Regions from separate parts of the Mus musculus genome. Here region 1 is linked to region 2. A link is a contact called in public promoter capture Hi-C data. All regions are on one chromosome and are shown on one strand. Each heading gives the region's core, a stretch centred on a gene start, on an enhancer-like site or on the middle of the called end of the contact. The rest is flanking DNA. Distances are from core to core; before and after follow the strand shown.

What was found. Capture Hi-C pulls out chosen DNA fragments and counts their contacts.
Region 1: a contact with region 2 is called in a promoter capture Hi-C map of adipose tissue. The contact joins two enhancer-like sites. A contact is called at or near these places in 1 of 115 datasets of contacts at active chromatin or transcription factors (embryonic stem cells) and 3 of 9 other capture datasets (adipose tissue, embryonic stem cells and pancreatic islet).

Annotation. Positions count from the first base shown.
Region 1 is chr12:85,961,447-85,967,437 of GRCm38.p6, reverse strand. All of the region lies in intron 29 of Ttll5 (tubulin tyrosine ligase-like family, member 5), which reads right to left. Among named protein-coding and RNA genes, the nearest start is that of Gm51989, 33 kb to the left of the region's middle. Within about 2 kb of position 3,662, at least 95 of the 459 cell types and tissues checked have an H3K27ac peak or open chromatin away from gene starts, as enhancers often do. A contact at or near this core is called in adipose tissue, where this site is marked.
Region 2 is chr12:85,889,082-85,895,427 of GRCm38.p6, reverse strand. Ttll5 (tubulin tyrosine ligase-like family, member 5) reads right to left here. Exons shown (of 34, transcript NM_001081423.3): 13 at 6,188-6,269; 14 at 4,346-4,407; 15 at 3,218-3,312. Among named protein-coding and RNA genes, the nearest start is that of Gm51990, 18 kb to the right of the region's middle. Within about 2 kb of position 4,672, at least 15 of the 459 cell types and tissues checked have an H3K27ac peak or open chromatin away from gene starts, as enhancers often do. A contact at or near this core is called in adipose tissue, where this site is marked.

The sequences.
Region 1 (5,991 bases), core at 2,413-4,912, 73 kb before region 2:
AATGCTTACAACTGTAACCTGCATGCCAGCACATGTATGCGCACACACACAATAAACAAAATGCACTTAAGAAATTAACTACAGTCACTCTTTTTCATCAATACTTTTTAAATAAAAAGAACACAATTATTTTGTCACCAGGCACGGTAGTGTACACCTTTAATCCTAGTAGTCGGGTGCCAGAGATGAGTGGATTTCTGTGAGTTCCAGGCCAGCCTGATTTACACAATGAGACCTTGTCAAAAAAAACTAAACAAAAAAAACTACTTTATTTTTAATTAAGTATATGTGTGTATCTGAGTGTCAGTGTATGCAGGCGACTTGAGGTGACTGAAGAGGCTGGAGGCAGAGGCAGTGCATCCCTAGAGCTGGAATGACAGGTAGCTGAGAGCTGCCTGGCATAGGTGCTCAGAGAGGAACAGGCTCTCTGCAAGACCAGTGTGCACTTCGTCCACCTAGCCTTCTCTCCAGTTCCAATACTGGGCTCATTTTTATTTTACTTTCTTTTATTATTTTATTAATAAAATATTGTTGAGACAGGGCCTCACTGTGTAACCCTGGCTGGCCTGAAACTCCCAGAGATCCACCCACCACTGCCCCGAGTGCTGGGGTTACAGGTGAGTACCCAGCCCTCAGTGGCTGGTTTTGCTCCTCTGAAGTGCTGGGACTAAGTGTGGGAAGGAATGATGCTAAGAAGGCAGGCTGGGCCAGAGGGGCGGTCGGTCACCTTAGAGATTTGGCCCAAATCAGTCTTTTTGTTTTTCAGACTGTGGTGTTACCAGGTCAATTTTTCCTGAAAAATCTGTTATGATTACACAAATTAACAAGGTATTAATAAACAAAGTAAAATATTTAGGATAAATAAAACAGATTAGAAACCAGCCTGGAGAGGTGGGCCCTGCGTGCTGGAGCCTAGCACTGTCACCTGGTCTCCATCACTGGGAAGTCAGTCAGTACTTTGCTCTCACTTTTCTCCTGAATTTCTCACTTAGCTATGAACGTGGAAGAAAGCAGAATAAGCGTTTATCTATACTTCTGAAACTCTCAACTTTCTGGCATAGTTGTGTGAAATAAAAAGATCTCTACTGGAACCAGATCGATTTCAGTTCCTATTCCTCAGGATCCACTGTGTTTTTTGGCTGACATACATTTCAAGCAGAAACACTGTATTTATCCAAACTAGTCCCCATCCACAGTCTCTCAGAAATACCTGGCCCACTTTGCAGATCTTTCTCCGCCTCCAATTTTCTTCACAGATCTGTACACTATTCACAACCTGGGACTGGATGGAAATTCTTGCTTTCCACCCACTGGTACCTGCTCTGTACTGCCAAGCACAATGGTGCCAAGTGCTCCCTTTTAATTACCTGCTTTGGATTTTACACGAAAAAGAATAACAACAACAACAAACCAAAAAGACATATAGACTAGAGTTCCCTAGGCCACCTGACCAATCTGTCAACACTAGCTGAAAAGAATAGAAGCGTGAATCTCATCTGTCTGGTTCAGAGATCCCACACAGTCAGGTACCAAGGAAACACCTTGGTCTCTCAACTCCCGCCTACCCTTCTAACGTCAGCTTCCAGCTTTCCATGATGTTTGGTCAGTTTATTCAACCAGCATAAACATCCTTGCCTCTGAACTCTCACCACTTTGAGAATAATGCTGTTTATCAATAAGGCACATATTCTTTTATAGTGCTTGCATTAACAACGTCACTAATTTTTCTCCCTAAAGACACATCCTTCAGGGCCTGAACCGGCTCTGGTGTTTAGGAAATTAACAGCAGGCTAATAGGGAAAGGCACATTAGTATATCAACTATCAGATGAAACCATTTCCCTGATGGAACACTACTCATCACCAGTCTCCCCTTCCCTCTCTCCCCAAGGATGTCCATGTTGTCGCTCTCTCTCTCAAGAGCTAGGCTTCCACAGCCTTGAGGGAATGGCAGGAACTTAGCAGCAGGACAGCAGAACTTCAGCTCACTTTCTTTGGTGCCATTTGGCCACAGAAAATAGTCCAAAACCCCTAGCCATTATGCACGTGGGTCACCTCCTTCAAGGGACCTTCCCCTGTCATGTCAGAAAGCCTTACGTCTCACTTAAACTCTTCCCCATCACAGTCACATCACTGAGACATACCCACATTTCTCTCTTGTCGCAGGATGACAGCAAAATCTAAGAACCAGGCCAAATGTCATGTCGGTCACTGTCTTGAAGCCTAATTAATACCATCTTAACTTGGTGACTCATCAGAGTTGCACATCAAGTCCTTGCTACCCCTGAAGCATGCAAATGGTCACATTAGGACCATTCTGCTATGACATACCCTGTACGTGGGGTGATGAATTTTTAAACCTGAAGTTCTTCCATACTGCCTCTCTGTTCACAAGCTTTGCTTATGTCTCCTGAAGGACACAGACGCCATACTTAAATAACTTGTTAAAAGTCTAGCTTCTTTAATGGTTCACAGTCAATGAGGGCATTCACTTCATAATTAATATGGCCATAAACCTGAGCACAGTGATCTAAAACTGTTGTTTTCTCTGCCCTAGTACTGTAGGACACCACACAGTGATGGCCTCACACTCTACAGGGGGTGCAAAAGGGTGTTGAGCAGGAAATGCTGACCCAACAGTTTCTTGGTTCTGGTGTTGAAGTGAGGGAACTGAGAGCACCCCAAAACCCACTCCAAAGTGCTCCTCACTGCAGCCGCTAGGAGGAGGGCCTGCACGGTGTCAGGTGGTAGGATTCTATGGTTATTACAACAGGGGGAAGGACTGCTTCCCTCAAGCTTCTTCAACCCTAACTCCTGTTTGTTGTTTAAAGTGCTGACTGCCGCCCTGGCTGGGCTTGCTCCCAAGTGTGCTAAGTCAGTGCTGGGTAAGGCCTCCAGAGGGATCTCCAGGATTTCTCTGTAGAAGTGAGAGACAAAGACAGAGTTCCCTCAGTGCTGGAGTTCCCCTCACACTCTCTTACTTGTAACAGTGGGGAGAGTAGCAGCAACCTGAGAGAGGACTTAGGCCCGGATTAGAAACGCAGCCACCTGAATGATGGTTCAGCCTCTCTACCTATGAGGGTTAGTCAACTTCAGATCCAAGAGAATTTTAATTGAGTCTGTGCTGAACACAAATTTTCCATGATAGATAATTCTCTGCAATGTTATAATGGCTATCTACATATATAATGTTAGGTAGTATAATCTGGAGACAAAGCATTGTGGGCAGGTATGTGTGAGCTATCTGCAGACGCTACATCGTGTGGTATGAGGGACGACAGCACCTGAGGCTTTGGCATCTGACGGTCCTGTAACTTCTCTTTCAGTGACACTGAGGGATGACTAGAAGTTCTCAGTTCCATGAGCTAGGAGTATGTGTGTGTGTGCTCACCCTGTGAGACCGGAGAGCCTTTACCTTGCCCACGCTGGGTGCGACGGCGGCAGCGCAGCACAGCAGTGTGTATTTTCCATCTGACGTGTGGATGACAAGGACCTACCTCTCTTCCTTCAGAGACCCCAGGCTCCCAAGCATCCTGTGCTCTGGCGCGATGCCCAGCCAGCTGTGAGCAACACGTTTCCTGTGTTTACCAACTGCTGCTCTCATGGTAAGGAACTGACCCTGTGACACACTGAGCTGCCTGGGTGGACACTGTCCCTGAGGAGGTTATATTGTTGTGGCTGAGCGGGCACAGAAGTGGGCAGCTTCAGGGAAATATGCACAACTTTGCTAGTCCTATGCCGGGGAAGCCTCGGCTTGGGGGATTTCGGTGTGGTGTGGAGTTCTCAGGGGATGAAGGTCAGGTAAAGTTTGTTTTATAAGAAAGAAGAAAAGAGAAATAAGTAGTGAAAAATCACTTCTGTAGAGCTCCAACATAAAAGCTGTTTTGTTAGCCTGCCCTCCACCCCACCCCCAAAGTGGTTTCTTTCTGTGATTGTGCTCCTTGGCTGAAGATTGTTGTTTATATAACAGGATGAAATACAAAATTATAAGCTCCAAACTCCTCCAGAGAAAGGCTGTCCCAGAGCTCAACCCCCAGGATAAATGGAAAATGGAGTGTTTACTGGCTGAGCACTGAGCTGCACTGGGAATGTCAGCATTCAGAGGACAGCAGAGAGGAAGGGTGCTGTGCAGTCTCTGCCCTTCAACAGAGTTCAGCAAGGGCAGTTTCTTCTCTGCCCACCCCCAAGACTGCCTATCCTCTGAAAGACTGCCTCTGGGCAATCTAGCTCAGGTGCTCTACGGGGCAGAGGGTGTGCTATCTTGACCAGCACAGGGCCGAGTGCTGCAGCAGCATCTTATCTTGGGCAATCCGATTTTAAGTCAGTCTCTTGGAGTCAGTCTGCCTGAATCCCCTACCGGGCCCCCCAACTCAGAGTTATCAAGAACCTATACCTAAACCAGGCATTCTACTATGCTGGCTACTTTCATACACAATTCCATTTAGTCTTTAACAACTAACAAGGTAGGTATTATTATTATTATTTAAAAATGATAGATAGGGGGCTGGTGAGATGGCTCAGCGGTTAAGAGCACAGACTACTCTTCCAAAGGTTCTGAGTTCAAATCCCAGCAACCACATGGTGGCTCACAACCACCCGTAATGAGATCTTACACCCTCTTCTGGTTTGTCTGAAGACAGCTACAATGTACTTATGTATAATAATAAACCTTTGGGCTGAAGCGAGAAGGGACTTGAGAGCAAGCGAAGTTGACTTGAGCGAGTGAACTTGACTGGAGCCAAGTAGAGAGAGGTCCTAAAAATTCAATTCCCAACAACCACATGAAGGCTCGCAACCATCTGTACAGCTACAGCGTACTCACACATATAAAATAAATAAATAAATAAATAAATCTTTTTTTTTTTTTTTTTTAAAGATAGATAGAGCTGGGGCTATAGCTCAGTGGGAGAATGCTTGTTTAGCAATGCATAGGCTGTAGGCTTAATCTCTATTAACTATCATACTATCATACAAACACACACACACACACACACACACACACACACACACACACACACAAGTTGGGGGTAGTTGAAGGTATAGCTAACTATAACTTGTCCAAGCTCGCTTGAGAAAAGCAAGGTCTGTCATACCCTAGGTTCTCTCCCTTTCTGTTGCCACACACCTTCCTTCCCTGCAGGGATTTCAGTCCCATTTCCTATTAAGTTGGCAGCTTTGGTTTCTGAACAGCTTCTGTGGAACATAGACCTCTCTTTTAAATCTTTGCATAGATTTGTCATGTTGTTGTTTTATAAAGTGTTCTAAAAAGCACACAATTTTGTATTTTCCATTTTACATGTACTTACTTAACACGTAATAATGTTAAATACATTCACATTATTCTACATTAAATCCTAAAATATTTTCATTTTGCAGGGCTGAAATTCTATACCTACTAAACACTGACAGACTGACGTTTCCTCTCCTCTTGCCCAGCCCTTGGCAACCCCGTACATTCTATCTCTATGGCCCTGGGTGCTTTAGAGAGTGCATGTGTTTGTTCCTTTGTGATGGGCTCATCTCAGTGCACTAGCTAAAGGTTCTGTCATTCTGTAGCAATAATGTCTGAAAGGACCGAAGTCTGATCCGTTCTTCATTGTCTTTTCAATTGCCTGTGCCATAAAATGCAGTTACCAGCATATGCTGTCTGGAATGGCTCTCTAATTGTTTCATGTGTATACAACTCCTTTTCATACCAGATGTTAACTTCTTGGTGATCAAACACCAGGGATTACATATCTTTTAATCCCTACCTACCTGTAAACCCTCTACTGAGTACAAGGACCACACAGTCTGGAGATCAGAGGCTACTCTGTATTACTTGATGCTCCAGCCTGGCATGTAGCATAATGCCTGACATAGGAAATGCGCAGGAAATATCATGAACACAGCAAATGCTGCTGACCAATGACCAAGAATGAAAAGATGTTAAGTCAGAGACCTGAGTCTCTGCACTATTCCCCCAGCACTATTTGGGGGAAGTAATTTAAAC
Region 2 (6,346 bases), core at 3,423-5,922:
TAAATAAAGCCAAGAAGGCTTCACATTATGTAGGCAAGTTTAAATACATAACTAGAGAGGAACTTTGCTAATCTGCACTACAAAAAACAAACACATACACACATTTTAAAAAAATCCCAAGTAATACAAGCAATGCAACTACACATAAAGGAATTGAAAATGATCCAGAGAACTAAGATTGGAATTACACATATAGACATTGAGCCAAACCAGAAGGCCATGGGATGTCTCCCTGCTCTCATCACCAGAATTAGTTCAAGGGCTATTCAGAATGTAGGCTCTTTGGTTGGCTGGCTGGCTGGTTGGTTTGGGGTTTTGGTACAAACAGCAAATAACAGACAATTACTAAATATGAAATGTCACATTCTGCAGAGCTTTGGATTCTACCATCATAACACTAAAATACTAACCCATATGAAGCAGTTATCAAGCATGACACTAGATACCCTGAGGGCTTTGCTCGCCATATAAATCGCTTTACTGGAAGCAGGAGTTCAGGAAGTTACCACTCGGGCTTCCAGTGTTCCACTAACTACACCAGAGAAGACAACTGTTAGGATAAATGCATTCCAGTTCTAACCCATCACAGCAAAATGGTGCCAGAGCTGCAAACTGAGCAACACACAAGAAAACTGCAGTCAATTTAAAAAACTGCTTACAGAGACAGTAAATGAGCAAAGGATGACTGTGTGAAAAACATTTGTTTTTATTTTAAAAGTCATATCTAATTACAGTAGGTTCCTGAATTCAGTCACAAACAGACCAAATATCACCCATGAAAAAGCACAAACAAGCCCAACACTCCGTGTGAGGAGAGCGCTAATGCTCAGCTGATGGGAACAGTATGTCTCCTAGGAAACCGGAACCAGACAAAAACTCCTTGTGAACTGTAGTAATTTCTTTTCAGAATATTTTGTGTAAAAGGATGGAGAAGCTCTGTCCATCATTTCAATCCAACTGCCTTTATCACAGCATAATTCCCCTCAGGAACTGAGACTCCTCAGTTACCAAGGCCTCTGTTCTCATGAACTGTATCTAAGAAGATATTGGTACATTTCCTTCCATGCATTCTATTTTGTGTTTTTCAAATTATACAAAAAGCAGGTGCATAATATATGTACCATCAAGGTCCACAGCTGAAGGCTTTCTATTTGAGAAGTGGGAATAAAACTGAGTCACGTCTCCCAACACTCAGAACTTACCTGTGTGATTTTTGATGACTGAACTTAGGCAGAAACTGGAAGCTCTAAGAGACAAAAAAATGGAATAAAGCCTTACCTTCTCCTAACAGGCCTATGGTTCTCCATCTCCTGCATCTAAGATATTATAAAGCACAGACCACATGCACAGGCCTGCCCTTGGTTGAAAAGTGAGAGCATTTTTCTCCAATATTGCTTTATTGCTATTCTTTGTGCTCGGAATTCAACTTCTCAGTACCATCAGCTACAGAAGCCCCTGAAGTGAGCCAGCCTGCCTAGCAATTCTGTTTCATGCAGCACGCAGAGCTCCTCCATAGCCTTTGCAGATGGCAAGCTCCTGCCCACCAGTAAACAGATCAACACTGGGTAAATTTCTGATGTATTGTGAAGAGTTGCCAATAAAAGCTGACAGCAAGGTAAGACAAGGGATCCATCCTTTCAAGGCTGGAATGCTGTCATCCCTAGAAGAAAAGCCTGGAAGAAATGATATCAAAGCCTTAAGAGCTGTTCCCAGCTCCAGGTCTGAGGCTCTTCCCAGGGATGGTGTGGAGAGAACAGTTAACGTGAGGATGTGACTGCTAAAGTTCTCACTAGAGCCAGGTTAATAATTCTCTACCATTCTTCTTAAAATTACAAAAGTCCCTTTCATCTGTGATGATGCTCTAAGCAAGTCTGACTCTGATGCCTGGCTGTAATTCTAACCTGAGACAATACCTCTAACAATACAGTACACCCTGCTCCACAGCACACCGCCACGGAGGGAATTATCTGAGAGCAGGGCTCACAGACAGGCAGCTGTGGACCCACCCTAGCTCAAAGACCTGTTAAGTTTGGCTTGCAGTGGTTTGGGTTGGTTTGGGTTGGGTTTGAATGAGCTAGTTGCCAATATTCAAAACAAAAACAAATTAGAAACCCCACAATCTCTGATTTCTCTTGACAACAGGAGGCTCTCAGCATCACTGGCCCACACTGGAGCATGGCAGTGATAAATTAGAGCATACCTATAAGCCTACCACGTGTTTTCCAGCTACAGCCACCTTGTCACATCACTGTGGTGTGCCTCCCTTACCGTCCTTCACATTACCTGCCTGCAGCTCTGAGACGCATCTGCCTATGAAAACCCTGTTCAAATATGAAGGTATCTGAGACAGCAGTGCTCTACATAAGATGAGTGAGCAGATGGACAAAGAGAAAAATATGGAGGAAAAGAGGCTGGGAGAAGGAAGAATGGAGATATGAAATGGTGGAAAGAGTGATGGAAAGGGGGGAGAAAAGGGGATGCAGAGGAGCACAGGACAATTTAAAAGCCACAAGTCAAGGAATGCAGAACACTGCAATGAAATCAAGGCAGTCGAGGGGAGATGACAATAAAGCTCCCTGAAGACAGGCTACCCTTTAGGAGACAGCGTCTGAGCCTGAGTAGCCAAGAAGTCAAACCCGATGGATGGGGAGGAAGGAGGCAGTGGGGCTCCTTTCGTAACATTACTCATACAGGCAGACTGGTGAACCGAAGGAATAAGCAGACCCTAAACCAAAGTGCACGGAGACTGCAGAGGTATTTGACCAGATGGTGGTCCTGATTCAGCGGCTTCTTTGGATACGTATTTTTGGCTTTGATCAGAGTTCATGACCACTGAGGATCCCTTCAAAGAGGACAGAGGACACACTGCTTCAATGGATCATCTTTACAAAACTAGTCTGAAGATTAGAAAAAGCCTCATCATGCTTAAGAATTAGCAGGCTCCCCTCGCCTTGTTCATGAGCATGTCAATCTGAGGGGAGAAATGGTGAGATGAAAAAGAGAAGGAAAGGTAGTGAAAAGAGAAAAGGCAGAATAAAGACAAGGCGTAAGTTGTTGGGAAGCAGTTGAAAGCATAAGCTACCAGCTGCTGCTGAACAAGTCCCCACCTTCTCCTGCCCTAAGTGACCTCACAACCCTAGTGCTTTAGCCGTCTCACTCTGTCAGCTACCACTCCTCAGGTAGCCTTCTCTTGGCTTCACACTCCTCAAGTGCTCACCTGAGGTTTCTGAAAAGGGTTCCGCCTGGAAGACTCAAAACTGGGATAAATTGACCGGTTGGATGTCCGCTGGGCAGGATCTTGGCACACAAATCCTGAATGGGGAATGAGCAGTATTAAGAGCCACCCTTGCCTGAAGAAATCAGCCTGTCTGGTTTGGGTCAAGCATCTTTAGACTCATCCTACAGAGGGTGATTCTGACTGAGAAGCTAAACGTACTTCTGATTGACAAAGATGTGGCATTTTGATGACTCTCAAACAAATGAGCAAATCATCTTTTTGAAACACTAGCTAGCTGGTCATAAAGAAAAGTGTTTTCTTGATGTGTTTTGAAAGTAGTTTTCTAGATGGTGATGCAGGGAAAAATGTTTTTACCAGAAGGATACAGTATTAAGTGTGCTATGTCCTGTTACAACCTCCTGCAAATACAGAAGATGCCTACTGCTAGTTTCTGCAGTGGGTTTACCATTGATTATCTACAGCTTAAGAAACTGAATTTCTACCGGTTTCACTCCCCTCCTAAAAAGAACTAGATTCTCAAGCAAAATGAAGAGTAGCTAGGCTTTACAATGTCTGCTGGTGCAAGCACTAGTTCACGTCAAAAGGATTTCACTGTTGTTTTCTGGGAAATTCTAAAACCCAATAATAAATCCGGATCCTACCCACCTGACTGCCCATCTCCATTTCAAAGTTCTGGCTTATCTACTTAAACTGGGATCTCTTCCTCGGGCTGCTTTGGCTGTAACACTACAGAAGGGATCATGTTGAAACCAACAGAGACTGTCAAGGAGAAATCCAGCCGGTCTCCTTTGTAATAGGGCCTCTTCACCGGGTTTCATTTTCCCAGCTCAGAGAAAAATATATTCTCTGCAGATCTTTGCTTAATTCTCTGCCTCAGCTCATAATTCCCATGCCCCAGGTCTCAGCCTTAGTTGTGGTTCAGCCCCAGGACAGGATGGAGCCAGGAGGAGTAGAAACATATAAACACTTCCCTGAAAATATAATTTTTTAGTACAAAACATTCAGCCTGGCTTAGGAGCTGCCAGTTGGCAACACCACGGAGCCTGGCAAATGGAAGCGCTGGCTAATTTTTTGTGAGAGTCCAGTTCAGAACACACTGCTACTCACCTACAACAGTGAACATGTCTGAGATCATACTGGCTTTAATCTTTAGATCCAGAGGAGCATCACTAAGAGAAAAGAGAAAGAAAAAAGCAATTGATCATTTTGTAGGTTAAGAGAAGACCTGCCTCGTCTCGGGTCCCAGTCCAGCAAAGTTCCAAATGGCAGAGAAGGAACATACACAGGACACCAAATCCACAGGAAAGAGAGACATCTGGGTGGAAAATTAACAGAAACACAAGCCTCGTGCTCAACTCATCCTCTCTTAGGCAGGCCTACCACCAACAAACTGATTCCCTGATATGGAGTCTTTTTCTCCAGATCTTGTGCAACTCAAGTTTTGCTCAAGCTAGAGATCCCTGTGGGATTCAGAGGCTCGGACTGTCAGTGTACTTGTAAGTGTATGAGCGCCTCTCATTCACGTGATGCGTCAGCACTTCATCCTTCACTCACTCACATGCAAGAGGACATTGGGTACCTTGGTTAACTTTTGGAAGCCTTCATTTTCTGTGCTAACTCAGTCTCCTTGGGCTTGCAGGGTTACAAAGTAGGGCAAGATCCAAGCAAGCGTTACCAACATCTCACCACACAAGAAAGCAGGGATCCATGGATGCTGGAACAGTGTGCACCAGAAACAAGAGGGCTTTGTGTGGACAGGCCTGCCCTAGAGCTTAGGTGCTTCTCCACGAACCACGCTACTCTTGCTGCTGGCCCCACTGTGTCCCTCTGGGATGTTTAACATTGGCTCCTGTATTTCACTGGGCAATTTGTAAAGGGCTGACTTGACAAAGTGCAGTGCTAACAACTGAAGGCACTGCCCAGCGGCACACCTCACACCTAAGGTGAGCCAAATCCCCACTCCACCAAGCACTCAGCATGTCTTTATTTGATGACTTGGCATTCTGCCAGTCTCTCTCATCCTTAAAAGCCCGGCAGCTGGGTGGTCTCTGGCAGAAACCTCTAGGGTTTTCTGTTTAGAAAATCACATAGCTAATAGAAATTCTGTCACTGCAGATGTAAGCACAGCCTTCTTTGGTGTTTAAAAAAGTATATGTATTCCCTTCTAAATAACAGATTTTATATTTTTTAAATCTAAGATTGTTAAAAGTTTTAGACATTAACCTTAGGTGGACATCAGGCCACAGAACTGAGCAAAAAGTCTGCTCTTTGGTACCTTAGCCCAGTTTTACACCTCTATAGGACTGTATCTTCCCCAAGAATAATTTATTTAGCACTGCAAAACTGAAGAACTTGGCTTGGAGGGAGAAGGAGTAGTTGTTTTTCATTTGCTCTGCTCTGGCTGCTCTAACTTCGAAGCTACAGGATGAGTACAGACCAGTGAGCTCAAAGTCTGAGGTGTCATTAGTGCATACAGAGACAGTGGAGAAACCAAGTGCTTACTATTATTTTCATATTCATGTTCTCTAATGAGTAGTGTGCTTTGTTCATACTGTTTACAGTTTGGGATGTCTGGCAAAATATTTCCTCAAAACTATTGCTCTTTCCAACAAAGCAACTCATTATTTTTTGTGTTTCAAGTGGTTTAATAATGCAAGTAAGAAGACACAGTCTTATCTGAGCATTTCTGAAGAAATGTCAAGTAAGAATTATCCTTAAAAAGCCAAATAAATGACAAATATGTATTACAAACTGGCTGAGAAGTTAGGGGTCCCTGCCTCCCGTAGGGGTTTTGATAGCATACCATAAACATCTTGGTTTTTAAAGTTTACTCGTTACTGTGTAAAAGTCTTTTACCACAGGAGAAATAATACACCCCCTCCAAAAAAGGACAAAACATATTTTAGTGTTCAGGTTTGTCCTTATTATTTGTTGATAGAACTGACTTACCAGGCCAAAGAAGGAGAGAGATTCACTTCCAACAACCATGGCTTCAGAGTATTATCTATGAGCACATCAAAGCCATACAGTTCTGGAAATATAACACAACATGCAAGATCATTTTCCATGCAAAGATCACACAGTCACTCAACTCCCATCTGAGGCCCA